Linked DNA regions of Mus musculus: all the other regions are linked to region 1. A link is a contact called in public promoter capture Hi-C data. All regions are on one chromosome and are shown on one strand. The core of a region is the stretch at or near the end of the contact, and the rest is flanking DNA. Distances in the headings are between cores, read along the strand shown.

What was found. Promoter capture Hi-C pulls out the DNA fragments that hold promoters and counts their contacts.
Region 2: a promoter capture Hi-C map of embryonic stem cells shows a contact between it and region 1, with 6 times the contacts expected there. The contact joins the promoter of Tubgcp2 here to the promoter of Rnh1 in region 1. A contact is called at or near these places in 3 of 39 promoter capture datasets (cranial neural crest, embryonic stem cells and pre-B cells), 1 of 484 Hi-C or Micro-C datasets (B cells), 5 of 115 datasets of contacts at active chromatin or transcription factors (T-cell acute lymphoblastic leukemia, embryonic hindbrain, large pre-B cells and 2 more) and 1 of 9 other capture datasets (adipose tissue).
Region 3: a promoter capture Hi-C map of liver shows a contact between it and region 1, with 5 times the contacts expected there. The contact joins the promoter of Caly here to the promoter of Rnh1 in region 1. A contact is called at or near these places in 15 of 39 promoter capture datasets (the 3T3-L1 cell line, 3T3-L1-derived adipocytes, cranial neural crest and 8 more), 1 of 15 datasets of contacts at CTCF or cohesin (embryonic stem cells), 5 of 484 Hi-C or Micro-C datasets (cerebellum, cortical neurons, embryonic stem cells and 1 more), 5 of 115 datasets of contacts at active chromatin or transcription factors (the SCID.adh cell line, SST interneurons, large pre-B cells and 2 more) and 1 of 9 other capture datasets (embryonic stem cells).

The regions. Positions count from the first base shown.
Region 1 is chr7:141,167,070-141,171,546 of GRCm38.p6, forward strand. It overlaps Rnh1 (ribonuclease/angiogenin inhibitor 1), which reads right to left and starts at 1,867. Exons shown (of 10, transcript NM_145135.3): 1 at 1,607-1,867.
Region 2 is chr7:140,034,380-140,038,856 of GRCm38.p6, forward strand. It overlaps Tubgcp2 (tubulin, gamma complex associated protein 2), which reads right to left and starts at 2,295. Exons shown (of 18, transcript NM_001286007.1): 1 at 1,968-2,295. Zfp511 (zinc finger protein 511) reads left to right here and starts at 2,012. Exons shown (of 6, transcript NM_027201.1): 1 at 2,012-2,227; 2 at 2,441-2,514; 3 at 2,841-3,042; 4 at 3,137-3,261. The coding sequence starts at 2,075.
Region 3 is chr7:140,080,453-140,084,929 of GRCm38.p6, forward strand. Caly (calcyon neuron-specific vesicular protein) reads right to left here and starts at 2,096. Exons shown (of 5, transcript NM_001190385.1): 1 at 2,010-2,096.

The DNA.
Region 1 (4,477 bases), core at 617-3,116:
TACCAACTCTGGCCTGGAAACCTGCTTATTTGTGGGAGCCTGGCTACGGTCTGGAAACTCCAGTAGTGGGGCTTACTGCTGATTCAGCCTACTTCTTACTCTGAGAACAAGTTGGTCCAGCACCATACTCTACTGTTGCCAAGCCCTATACAAAGTCAAAGGCCAGGGAGCATGAAGCCTGGACACAAGCAACCACCTTAAGGGCAGGAAGGCACAGGACTCTGGGGGAAAAGGAGAGTATTCAGAGGCAGTCACTATAGCTTTTGCTTCTGTGACTTCCTTCTGAGTCTAGGGACTCAGGCCAGGACCAACTTCTCACAATCCTCAGCCAGCTCAGGCCCAGCCTGCAAAGGATCCAGGCAGTGTATCACACTAGGAAAGCTGGGACAAACAGGTTACAGGCTCTGACAACCTGAATAAGCATGACAGGCACTGGCTGTGGAAGGATGTATCTGAGGCCTAGAGACAAATACCCATGTCTCCACATTCCTAAGCAACTATCTGTCAAGCAAGCTAGCCTGGACAGCATGTGGGTATCCTGGAAGGCTTGAAAGAAGAGATCAGTGCTGTGCTCCTAGCACTGAAGGGAGAGCGGTACTAGGTTCTGTTTAAGAGAAACAGAAGTCACTTCAGCTGCTCTCTATAACAGTTACCGAAACTGGCAAACAGCTCTGTGTGAAGTTACAGTGCCTGGCACAACATGGCTTTACTAACGGGGTCTTCCCCTTCCTTCCCAGGGCTAGGAGGATACCCCCTTAATGCTAACCAGGAGCACTTTACACATATTGACACAAGGGCTAGTGACAGGGAAAACTGAGGCAACGGCAGAGATAACTCACTGTGGACATATAGCCAGGGCATGGAGAAACCAGTTAGCCCCACCCACAACTCGCCAGGGAGTAAAACCAGCACTGCCTGGATCAGATGTGTCATCCAAAGCCAGTCATCACTAGGGCACTGCCACTGGGGTGGGGTAGCTACAGTACTTCTAGTCACAGGTGCAACCCACACCTGCTCTCTTATGCACTACAGACTACAGGGTCCTAGAGTATCTACCTTTGAGGAAAGCACAGGACTGGACTTTATGGGAGGCAGGGTGCCAGCCAGTCCTGACGATCATCTGAGGTCAGGGGCAAGGGATGTGAAAGAACCCAGGCAGCTGGTTCTTCTCCCACACTCCTCCCCCTGTTTGGCCTTGGGACCAGGCAGGAGGTCCCACCAGCCTGGCTTAGAAGCATGATTCAGGCCTCTGCTTTGATGTGATTGGATATTGCTAACTAGCTGCTCCTAGCTGTTGGGTTAATCCTAGGATCTGAAGACACCCTCTTTGGGCCTTAAAGTGAGCGAGCGAACAGGTCGCTGGCGACGGAGCTATGAGGTCAGCCTTCAAGCACCAAGCAAGGCTCCTCTGAGGCACAAATGTGTCACCCTAAGGGAGGAACAGGCCTCAGAGACTCGCCGGGCCCGTGATCCCGCCCCCGCCCAATTTTTTGATCCCTCAAACCTTCTGGTCCAGCCGCTCTGCCACGTATTAAGAGGGCCAGGAAGGGACCCGAAAAAAACTCTCAAAGGCAGCCGGGCGCCCCGGAACATGGCCCTTGCTCACCTGGTGCCGCTGCAAGAGGTCCCAGACGATCCGTTTTCTTCCGCCCAGGGCGGGGCGTAGAGACTTTCGCCGCTTCTCTTTCTCTGGCCCCAACTAGCCTTTCACTTTGCCTACTGGAGACCGCCCACTAGGTCTGTCCCTCCCACATGCAGGCTGCACTTTGGGAACAGAACTTGACAAACCTGAGTCACTTCTTTGAGCCTGACTAAAAATACGTAAAATGATCCACAGCTGCCACGAAATGGGTGTGACTGTGATGAGAGCTTCTGGTATGAACACACCCATCTCTCCTACAGGCCGACCAGGTTTTCATGGCTAGAACAGTGTTCATTATGAACAGCCTTTCTCCCTGGGGATAGGGCTTGGGATGTCGAGAGCCTCTGATGCATGGGGCTCTCAAGCATTTCGTCACTAAGCATTTCTGATATTTGTCTTAAATATCGTTTATATATGAATGCTTCATCTGCATATATATCTGTGCATCGTGCCCAGGAAGGCCAGAAGAGGGTATCAGATTCTTGGGGAATGGCCACCATTCAGGTGTTGGGAACTACACCTGGGTGCTCTGGAAGAGCAGTGTCCTAAGCCATCCCTCCAGCCCATGTTTAAACTTTGTAACATACTCCCAAGTTATAGGATTTGCTTTTGGTTTCTGTATTTTTGAAATAAGGTCTTGATGTGTAGCCCAGGAGGGCCTTGAACATGCAGATTTGCTTCCTGAGTGCTGGGATTCTAGCACTGTGGAAAAAGTCAGCATTGAGAGTTTGTCACTCAGGAGCCCTGCTCTCTTGCACAAATGGCCACACACACCCTTGCCAAGGAACTGGCATCCATCCACCTAAGTGTTTGTTAAACACTTGTCATTTGCCAGATGCTGTTCTGAGTCCCTCCGGGAACTTTAATAATACAAGTAAAGGAGAGTCTAGCAGGCCAGCATAGGAAATCAGGAATTGTGTTCCCTAAAAGACCTGGGACAGGGAGCCCTGAAGGGAGAGAAGGAGGCAAAGAGACAGGCAAGAAAAGAGGCTGGAACTCAGCTTCATAAACCCTGTGCAGTGGCCACTACAGACAGAGCTTAATCTTCATCGCTGCAGAGCCATCCTCATGGAACCAATACCAACAACTGACCTGTGAAGTTGGGGATCAGTTCTTTGGGGAAAGATTAAAGCCTGCCCAATTAGAAGGAAAACTTTGGCCAGCCAGCCTTTATTTGTTGCTGCCATGAAGGAGAATTCCTGAAAAGAAGCTGTATCTACAGAGACTGGCTGATTAGAGTTTCAGTGCTGTGGAGAAATTGGGCTGGTGCAGTTCCAGAGGCTGCCTTATCCTGGGCTAGTTCTACCCCTCTAGAACAGCTCTTCCTTGCCTACCTGTGTTGCAACTAATATCTTGTGATCAGGCTGGCCTACAACTCACAGAGATGTGGCTTCCTCTTCCCCCTGACTGCTGGTAGGAAAGGCAAGTGTCACCACACCCAGCATCCTTTTGGAATCCTTTAGCAGACCAGTAGCTTCCACTAACCAAAAGCCAAGAATGTCATCAGTTGGCATCTTGGACTTACAGAAAAGCTTCCTTCCTCTTGTTGTACCAATCTCTCTGATGTACCCTTCAATGTACTTAAACTTGCCTTGTTTACTACTATTTTCTTCTGTAAAACTACAAAACGTCATGAAACTACCTCCATGGGAACACAGAATCTGGAGTAACCTAAATCTGTGTTCTCAGGCCATGGTCACTAACAATGACTCCAGAATAAACTATCTCTTATTCCTTTTAAGGTGAGAGCTGTAGTTGTTTTCATGGATACTGAGTACCCACAGACAAATGGCAGGGGCTACCAACTTAGGAGCCTGGGTTCAGGCAAGCCATGTGGCTGGCAGGTACAATGAGTTTCTAGCACCATACCAGGACCTCAGAACAAACTAAAGACAAGCACCTGCCTTCCTTCTACCAGCATGAAAGTGAGCTTTCTACAAAGACCACACCCAGTGAGGAAGGGTGAGAAGTGAAGGGGGCAAGGGCCCCTGGGTGCTGAGTTTGCACAAACTTTCCTGGAAGCTGTATGGGAGAACTCATGTGGGTGGGTGGGTAGGTGGGCCCCAGTATAGTCCTGAGGATCCTCTTAGGAAGCGGCGGAGATACTGGGTGAAAGGGCAAAGAAAGGTTTATCTTTTGGAGGCTCCAAAAGTTTCCTCCTGCAGACACTTGACTTTTAATTTCTCTCCTGAATTGTGAAGAGACAGCAGATATGAAACTGGCAAATTTTTTTCACAACTGTTACAATAGGGGGGGGGTGCTTTTTGTTCCTTTTTTGTTTTATTTTGGGTTCTTTCTTTCTTCCTTCCTTTCTTCCTTTCTTTCTTTCTTTCTTTCTTTCTTTCTTTCTTTCTTTCTTTCTTTCTTTCTTTCTTTCTTTCAAGACAGGGTCTCACTGTGTAGCTCTGGTTGTCCTGGAACTCACAATGACTGGCCTCAAACTTAAAGAGATCAACCTGCCTCTGCCTCCTGAGTGCTAGGACTAAAGGCATGCACCACTATCTATCCATGGCTCTGTCACAGTTTTTTTTTAAGCTGTGGTCTTGCAGCAGGCCATGGGCTGCCTTTAATCCTAGCACTCTACTCCAGAGGCCCAGGCAAGTGGATCTTTGTGAGTTCAAGGGTTACATAGTGAGCATGGGTTACATAGTGAGAACAAAAACAAACAAAAAGATATGGCCTTGCTATGTAGTCCAGGTTCACCTTGAACCCAGTACAAAATCAAGGCTGGTCTCATCCTCCTCCGCACTAAGCCACTGCTACCACGCACAACCTACTTTAGCTGTGTACAACCACAGTGGCCCAACCTTTACCTCACTAGCACTTCCATCAAGA
Region 2 (4,477 bases), core at 1,045-3,544, 1.1 Mb before region 1:
CAGGGACAGTCATGTTAATACAATTGTCCTACATACAGGGAGACAAAGCTACAGTTGAAAGGTACACCTGTAAAGAAGGCTGACCGAGTCTTAACAGCCTGCCTGCTTGACCTTCTGACATCCCTGGGTATCTATCTCTATTAATCACCACAGATGTTCTAGAGGAAGCACAACTTATTTATTAGCAAGTCTGGCATAACCAATCATGAGCAAGTCAGGTGCATACTTTTAACGGCCAATGATTAAAACAAAGTTGGGGTGGAGGTAGAGAGGTATGAAGAGGGAAGATTCTGGAGCAGAGGTTCCCGACCTGTGGGTCAAGACCCCACAACTCTTCCACCGGCATCACGTGTCAGATATCTTACATATCAAGTACTTACAGGATGATTCGTAACAGTAGTAAGGCAATAGTTTTATGGTTGGGGGTCAGCAATACACGCACTGTTGTATTAAAGGGTCGAAGCATTAGGAAGGTTGAGAACCACTACAGGCTCCTAGATAATAAAACCAGCCTGTGCCGGTTGGCTTTTGTACACTTGACACAAACCTAGACATATCTGAGAAGATGGAATCTCCATTGAGAAACTGTTTCTATCAGATTTAGCCTGTAATCAATACCTATGGGGCATCTCTTTGATTGATGACTAATGGGGGAAGGCCTGGATCACTGTGTGTGGGGGTGCCACCCCCTGAGCAAGAAAGCAGGCTGGCCTGGGTGTGTGTGAGTGTGTGTGTGTGTGAGACATTCACCTTTAATCCCCAGCACTTAGGAAGCACAGACAGTCACAGATCTCCTAGTTCAAGACCAGTCTGGTCTCAGAACAAGCCAGGACTACACAGTAAAAAACAAACAAAAGCCCCCAAACAAAACACCTAACCAAGCCGGGCAGTGGTGGCGCATGCCTTTAATCCCAGCACTTGGGAGGCAGAGGCAGGTGGATTTCTGAGTTTGAGGTCAGCCTGGTCTAACAAAGTGAGTTGTCCAGGACAGCCAGGATACACAAAGAAACCCTGTCTCGAAAACAAAAAACAAAAAACAAAACAAAACACCTAACCAAGACATGGCCTGTCAAAAACATTTTATCATTTGCAAAATGTCAAGAATCCAAATACTTTTACAGAGACAAAAGTGAGAGAGATGATATCACGCCTGGTCATAAGCAGCTGTCTAAAGACATAGAAACGCTCATTTCCAGGGCTTAATTACAGAAAGGCTTTCCTTCCTTCATCCCTCCCTCCTTCTCTTCTTCGCCCCCCCGCCCGTGCCTCTCCCTGCTCCCCAGGTCCCTCTCCTTAGGGGGAAGGTTTTACTATAAATAAGAGAGAAAACATCCAGAGACATTTGGAAGAATCCAGAACAGAGAGAAAGAGAAACAGACCGAGCAAGGCCTGGGCTGAGAGAGAGGGAGAATAATCCCAAAAGGCTTTCATTTGTATCTATTAAACAGTAGCGTCCCTTCTTTCTTGACACTTATATTCATACTGGGGGAGGGTGACCTACTTTGGTAGAGGAGCAAAGTTAAAGCCCCTCAAAGTGTCAGCCGCACGTTTCGATCGTCTTTTTGTTTAGGTTAGGGTTTCTTTCCACACCTGTCTCTACTGCAGCAGGCCCTGATCCCTTCACCCCTGAACCCCGAGCACCAGCAGCAGATGCAGAAAACCCGCAGGCCAGCACCGCAGTCACCGCGGGGCTGTCAAGAGAGGAGTCACACTAACCACGAACTTCCCAAGGCCACTGCCTCCAATTGGACTCCTGGAGAGGACTGAAAGAGCCAGAGAGGCAGTCGCACCGTGGAGCGAGACAAGCCCGGGCTGGCGGACGGAACCGCCGGCGGCAGAGGCCCAAGAGAATCAGGCTCTTCCCCGCTGCAGGCCAGCCTGGCTCCGGTACCCGATCCCGCGCCCGGCTCCAGCCCCGCCCTTCTCCGACCAGTTCCCGCCACAACACAGACCCAGCCCTGACTCACCTCCGCGCGTCGCGTCCCGCCCCGCAGGGTCGCCACAGGAAGTTAGTAGACGTCACGTCCGTCACCACCCCTCCGACGGTGGCCGAAGGGCCGCGGCGGCCGTGGTGATGTTGCTTCCCCCTGCACTATATTCCCGCCTGGCCGGGGAGCCGGGGGCAGCCGAACCGCTGCCCGTGGAGAGGAACCCTGCGGCTGGGGAGGCACCCTTCCGATTCGCGCCGCGTGCCGTGCGCTTCCCGCGGGATCACGAATTCTTCGAGGTGCGTGACAACCCGGGCGGAAGATGTCCTGAGCCCCACAGGGAGGGGCCTAGAAGCAAGACTGTCGCTGTGGGCGGGGCTTGTGGGGACCGGACCTGTGGACCGGATCAAGGGGCTGGACACAGCTCTATGGGTTGGGGCGTGGCTCCGAGCTGTAGGGCGTGGCTTCGATGCCGGAGTCCACCCACAGCTCTTGACGCGTGTCTTCTGTAGGATGGGGATGTGCAGCGGCACCTGTACTTGCAGGACATGCTCACGCAAGTGTCCGAGACGCCGGAAAAATCCATGTGAGCACCTTGGCTTCGAGGCCTTACTCGGCTTGCTAGCGCTATCCTGATTCCTCCTCTCTCGTCCGCTTACACCCTGGGACTCCGACCCCTCCCAGTTGACACCCGAGTAGCATCCACTTAGCACCACCCTGCCCTAACAGGAGCATGGCTTGGCTGGACTTCCCTCCCCTAGTCTGTTAGTAAGGTTTGGGGTGGCACAAGAAGCGCTCTTCTTGTTTCAGGCTCAGCTGGAATATGGGTAAGAAGTTCCGCCGGAATTCCTGCCTTGGGATAGTTGGGGGAAGGGGGAAACATTCTTCCAAGAGACACACCTCCTTTCCCAGGGTGCCTGAGTTCACCTGTCAGGTGGCTGGCTGTTGCCAAGTGTTTGCCGCCATAGAAGACTACCAGCACCACTACCACATGATGCATGGAAACACCTGCTCCTTCTGCAACCGTGCCTTCCCCTCTGGGCATTTGCTGGATGTCCACATCCTGGAATGGCACGACTCTCTGTTTCAGATCCTGGCCCAGAGGCAAGACATGGTGGGTGCTGACTGCACTGGGTGCATCTGCAGTGGTGACTGGGATTAGGGCTTAGGGCAGGGTGAGAGTAGAGGTGACACTTTATTCTTTGTAGTACCAGTGCTTGGTTGAAAGCTGCCCAGAGAAGTTCAAGACCAGCCAAGACCGGAAGGATCACATGGTGAGGCTACACCTGTACCCTGCGGATTTCCGATTTGATAAGCCCAAGACGAACAGAGGGTACGTGAGGGACCCAGTTGTGACTGTCCCCAGTCTTAAGCCTGGGAACAGACACTGTAATCAAATCTTAGTGAGGACACTAACAGAGCAGAGGGTGAGGTGCTAGCAAGTGCTTGTGCTGGTGTGGTGTCTTCCATGGCCCTCTGATGCTACCAGCAGGGCACTGGGGACTGTCCCAAGTGTGTGTGCTTTTCCCATGGAATCCCCTGTGTGCTCTTCACACTTCTCCCATGGAACCCCCTAGGGTTTCTCTCTCTCTCTCTCTCTCTCTCTCTCTCTCTCTCTGCTTACTTTTATAAACTTGCCAACAAAGCTGTCTGTTAGCATGACTGTTTAGACTGCCCTAAGGAGAATAATTCCTGGAATAACTTTTAGAATAATGCTTCTTTGCTTCCTTTAAAAAGTGACTCCTTTCCATGAACTCCCATGATCCTTTGGTAGTGCATTGATGAGGTGACAGCTCATTCTGTGAAGTGCATAAGTTTGCGGTTCAATCCCTAGCACCTACCTTAAAAATCCAAGTATGGCGTGCACCATACAATGCTAGCACCATGAAAGTGAAGACAGAGAGTTCTGGAGTTAGGCCAGCCAGCTTAGCCTCATCTGTGAGCTCTGAGTCCCAGTGAGAGACCTCGTCTCATCCAGGTAGATGGCTCCTAGGAAATGGCACCTGAGGTTGTCTTTGGTCCTCAACATATAAACGTACACCACACACATGAGTATATACACCTAAGCACACACACAAAGACAAACAAATAAAATGTGTCTGAATTGGAGTCTGTTTTCAATCATGCAGAGCCCCATTGCACGGTGGAGTGCTTCAGGAGATCTGAGTCTTCAATACTTGTCGATTTCTACAGAGCTGGATTAGCTCATTGGAAGTAGTGGCAAGAATCTATGTTATCTAGTTGATTTTAGTAAATCTCTCCCTCGTGGAAAGACATTTGGGGGCTGGGCTATAACTCAGTAGTAGAGTTTGGTTCCCAATATCCCCCTCAGATGGGTTATAACTGCTTGTCATTTCAATTGGATCCCTCCAAGGGATCCGCCTTTTTCTTCTAGGTATCCACATACGTGGCACCCAGAAGCGCACACACACATACACATAAATACCAAAATTTTAAAAACCTTAAAGAAAAATCCTAGTGGGGGCTGAGTGTAGTGGCGTGTGCCTTTAATCCCAGGACTTGGAAAGCAGAGGTAGGCAAATCTCAGT
Region 3 (4,477 bases), core at 846-3,345, 1.1 Mb before region 1:
GCAGCTGGGTGCAGAACTTCTCAGGACAAGAAAGTAGAGAAGGAAGGCTGGGTAGGGGATGAGGGAGCGGTGGCTATAAGAGGAGGGAAGGAAGCAGTATCTTCATGCACACCCTCCCTATCTCTGGCAGGCCCTTTAGAACCCGGTCCCTTTGACGCGTGGCATAGGTGACCTAGTGCCTGGCCCAGCCTTAATGGAGTGTCAATAAAGAATTTCCTTATGGGGTGGATCCGGTCCTAGTGAGGCAGCTGGCTCAAGGTTGGCCCTGAGCCCAAGGGGAACCGGACGGCTTAGGGCCCATCCGCTGGGCATTGTGATAGAGATGGATCAGAAATTATAAGGAATATAAACGGCCGGCCAGGTAATACAAGGAGGTAAAAGAACCAGGAAAGAAATCGGAACGGATAGACGATGTCGTCCCAAGCATTCAAGCCTCTACGACAAAAGACCTCTGCCTCCCCAAGAGCTCCGCCTATGGTTGCCTGGGTGATGCAGCGGCCAGGGCTAGTTTACGTCATCTCGGGTTCCCATGGCAACAAAGGCAGGCCTTTCGCTCCCTGTCAAATTTCTAGCCCTCCGTCGTCAGGCAGAACATCGCATCCCAAGAGTGGACAACTCTCACCTTCTCTCAGCACACCAGAAGATTCCATCTAGGATTTTGGGGTTCCCGCTGGGAAGATGATAGGGGTCATAAAGGTTTAGAATTGGGAAGACTTCCTAACATCATCCACGGGTCCTCCCCTCTATCCCACTCTGTCATTTGGTCTCCCGAGAGTTTGTTTTTCATTTTCAGCGCTCTCCGGGGGTGGTGGGGCGGGTATCTCTGATCACGGTCTATGCACCAACAAGACGCTGACGGACAAATATTGGAGGATGCGAATTTTTATTTGAAAACCCATAAAAGCTGGGTTAGAGGTCACAGACTCACGTTCACACGGACCCTTTCATGCTGCGTCACACAGAAGTGCACATTGGTGGGGGCTCGTGCTCTCCTCTTACGACGCTGCCGCAGTGCCCACCCTGGTCTGCTTGCACCCAAGCCTTTTAGGTCATAGATGTTTGCCTCCAGTTTGAACGGCTGTTGTTCTGTGGGGCCCAAGCAAAGAGGGACAGAGAGGAGGGGCACAGCTGCTTGTGGCTCCCGACACTCACCAGCCACCTGTGGCCCAGCATCTAGAGCCAAGCCCCGCGGCAGGTGGTTTGAGACAAATGGCTATCATACCTCCTACCATCCTTTAACCTTCACTCAGCGACCCCCATCAGGCCCTAACGCTCAATGTTCTGGGCAACACCCCTTCTGCTAATCCCTTTCTCTCCATCGAGCTGTTTCCTTTTTTAACACCCAGCACCCAGCAGTCAGACCCGAACAGGAGCTGACGGTTTTGCCCCTGGGCCACCTTGGAGATGCACAGCTCCCACTGGCTCTCCCAGACCTGCAGAGGTGGAGCCAGCCCACAAGGAGGGGGTCTGCAGTCACCATGAACTGGGCGAGATGAGGTCCAGCTGTCCCGCCGCCCCTGCTACCCTACTATGCCCAGGATAAGGATTTGCAGCTTCATATGGGGTTTGTGCAGGCTGAGCAGCCATAATTCTTCCTAATGTCCAGGCTGCCACTGGCCTGTAGGGGTTTCTCGACATACCTTGAGGTCTAGGGACCTTTCCATCCACCTCAAGCCAGCAGAGCTGCTGCCCCCAACTGTCCCGAGAGGTCTAATGACCACCCTCCACCGGAGCCAGCGGGGCCAACCTGACTTCTAGTGGAGACCACAGGAAGGAGATGGCTGTGCTCCACCGCTCTGGCAGACATCGGATCAGTCAAATCACTCCCACATAGACTCTCAACCCCTACACCCATATCTTTGCACGTACATCCCACAGACGCACAGTCACACACTCTTGCACCCGCCCCCTTCCTCGCACCTCTCACATCCCTGCACCCTTGCACACCCACGCACACATGCTGGCCCCCTCGTCCCCATTCCAAAAGGAGAAACGTGGAAATGGCTCACAGGCAGTTGCTGCAGGACGCAGTCGCGGGAGGACAGGGATGCAGTGTAGATGCGGAGGATGCAGTTCCAGGCGCTTCACCACCAGGCGGGGCGGGCTAGGGGCTGAAGCCTGAGAGCGAGGCTGTGGTTGCCATGGAGATGCAGGCTGGAGGAGGGACCACTGTGGCTCAGGTGGCCTCACACCCCCTCCCACGGCAGATCTCTGCACTGTCTCTTATCACACTCACACACCTGACACAAGCACTTCACACACCCACGAAATACATTTCACATACTTGATACACACTTCACCCTCCCATACGCACATATTGCTTGCTTTCTTTCTTTCTTTCTTCCTTCCTTCCTTTCTTTCTTTCTTCCTTCCTTCCTTCCTTCCTTCCTTCCTTTCTTTCTTTCTTTCTTTCTTTCTTTTTTTTTGTTGTTGATTTTTGTTTATTTGTTTGTTTTTTGTTTTTCAAGACAGGGTTTCTCTGTGTAGCCCTGGCTGTCCTGGAACTCATTCTGTAGACCAGGCCTCAAACTCAGAAATCCACCGCCTCTGCCTCCCAAGTGCTGGGATTAAAGACGTGCGCCACCACTGCCCGGCTACATATTGCTAAGACACACTTCATACACAATTTACACCCCTGACACACACAGCATGCAAAGGCATACATCACACCAGTTCTCACATCTCATGTCACTTCACTGCAGGGGGGCAACCAGGAGACCAGAGGAGCCCTGGCTGCTCCTCCAGCTGGGATTCCAGGGGTTAAGGGAGAGCCTGTTCCTTCCCCTGAGATCTCACAATAGAAGCTGGGGTCAGGACAGCTGTGGTTGGCCTCTGACCTAGAGGGCGCTCCTCTAGACGCCTTTCCATGTCTGAATTTCTGGGCTGGAAGCTTTCCTAGGACTGGCCTTGTCTTGCTTGGTCACTGGTGCCTGAATAATGGTAATATGCAGAAGGCACTGGACAGATGTTTAGTTGATAGTATGCCTCGCTTCACACAGGGCATCTCTAGTGGCCGTGCTTCTCCTGGTCTTCCGCTCGAGGCAGCAGTACTCTCTGTTCACAGTTCTGTCTTGCTGTTGACTGGAATCCGCCTTAAAAAAGATTTATTTATTTATTTTATGTATATGAGTACACTGTAGCTGTACTGATGGTTGTGAGCCATCATGTGGTTGCTGGGAATTTGAATTCAGGACCTCTGCTCACTCTGGTGGAGCCCACTCAATCCAGCCTAAAGATTTATTTATTATTATACAAAAGTAAACTGTAGCTGTCTTCAGACACACCAGAAGAGGGCATCAGATCTTATTACGGATGGTTGTGAGTCACCATGTATTTGAACTCAGGACCTTCAGAAGAACAGTCAAGTGCTCTTAACCGCTGAGCCATCTCTCCAGCCCTGACTGGAACCCTCTTGCTGTCGTGAATCACGGCTTGTCCGCAGACAGGTATCTGAATTGTTCTCCTTTGTGTCTGTTGCATGACATGTAACAACATTCCTGACCAAGTCTTCGTTAGACACATGCTTCTATTGCTCTTGGGTAGATGCTGGAAAGTGCAACTGTGGTGAGCTGTCAACATGGGTGCTGGGAACTGAACTCTGGACCAATCCAAGAGCATCAAGTGTCCTTAATAATGTTGCCACTTCTCCAGGCCCAACATTTAACTTTTAAAGAAAATGCTAAACTGTTTTACCCAAAGTGGCTGTACTATTTTTGTTCCCATTATTGGTTCTCCATATTCATCAATATTTGCTATTGTCTCATTATCGACATTGGCATCATCCTGCCAGTCTGTAATAACAAACTGCCACAGACTAAAATTAGTCTTACTATTCTGGAGGCCAAAGCTCTGAGATCAAGGTGCTGGTGAAGGTCCTGCTGAAAGCCTGCTCCTCCACTTCTGTAGAGAGTATCTGTCAGTGTCCTAATCTACTCTTAAAGGACATCGATCATACTGGATTAGAGCCTACTTGAAGATCCCATCTTTACTTCTTCCTCCTCCTCTTCTTCTCCTACTTCTTTTTCTCCTCTTCCTTCTCCTCCTCCTTCTCTCTTCTTCTGTTTCTCTTTCCCTTCTCTTTTTCTCTGCTCTTGTGACAGCATTGGCCTTGAATACTCTGTGTAGCCTAGAATGGCAAAGAATCCTTGGTCCTCTTGACTCCACCCCTTGAGTGCTGGGATTACAGGTGTGCACCACGCTACCCACTTATGTGGTCCTCAGGATGGGACTCAAGGCTCTCTGCATGTTTGGCAAGCATTCTACCAATTAGCCAGGGTTCTCTAATGGAACAGAACTAATTGAATTAATGTATATGTATAGATGGGATTTATTAGGTTGGTTTAGAGGATGCAATCTGAGTAGTCAGTCCAACGATGAGTGTCTCACATTGGAGGCTGAGAATCCAGTAATTTTTCAAGCCATGAGGATGGGTGTCTCAGCAGTCCCAAGCTGGTCCTGGAGACCTGGAGGAGAGCTG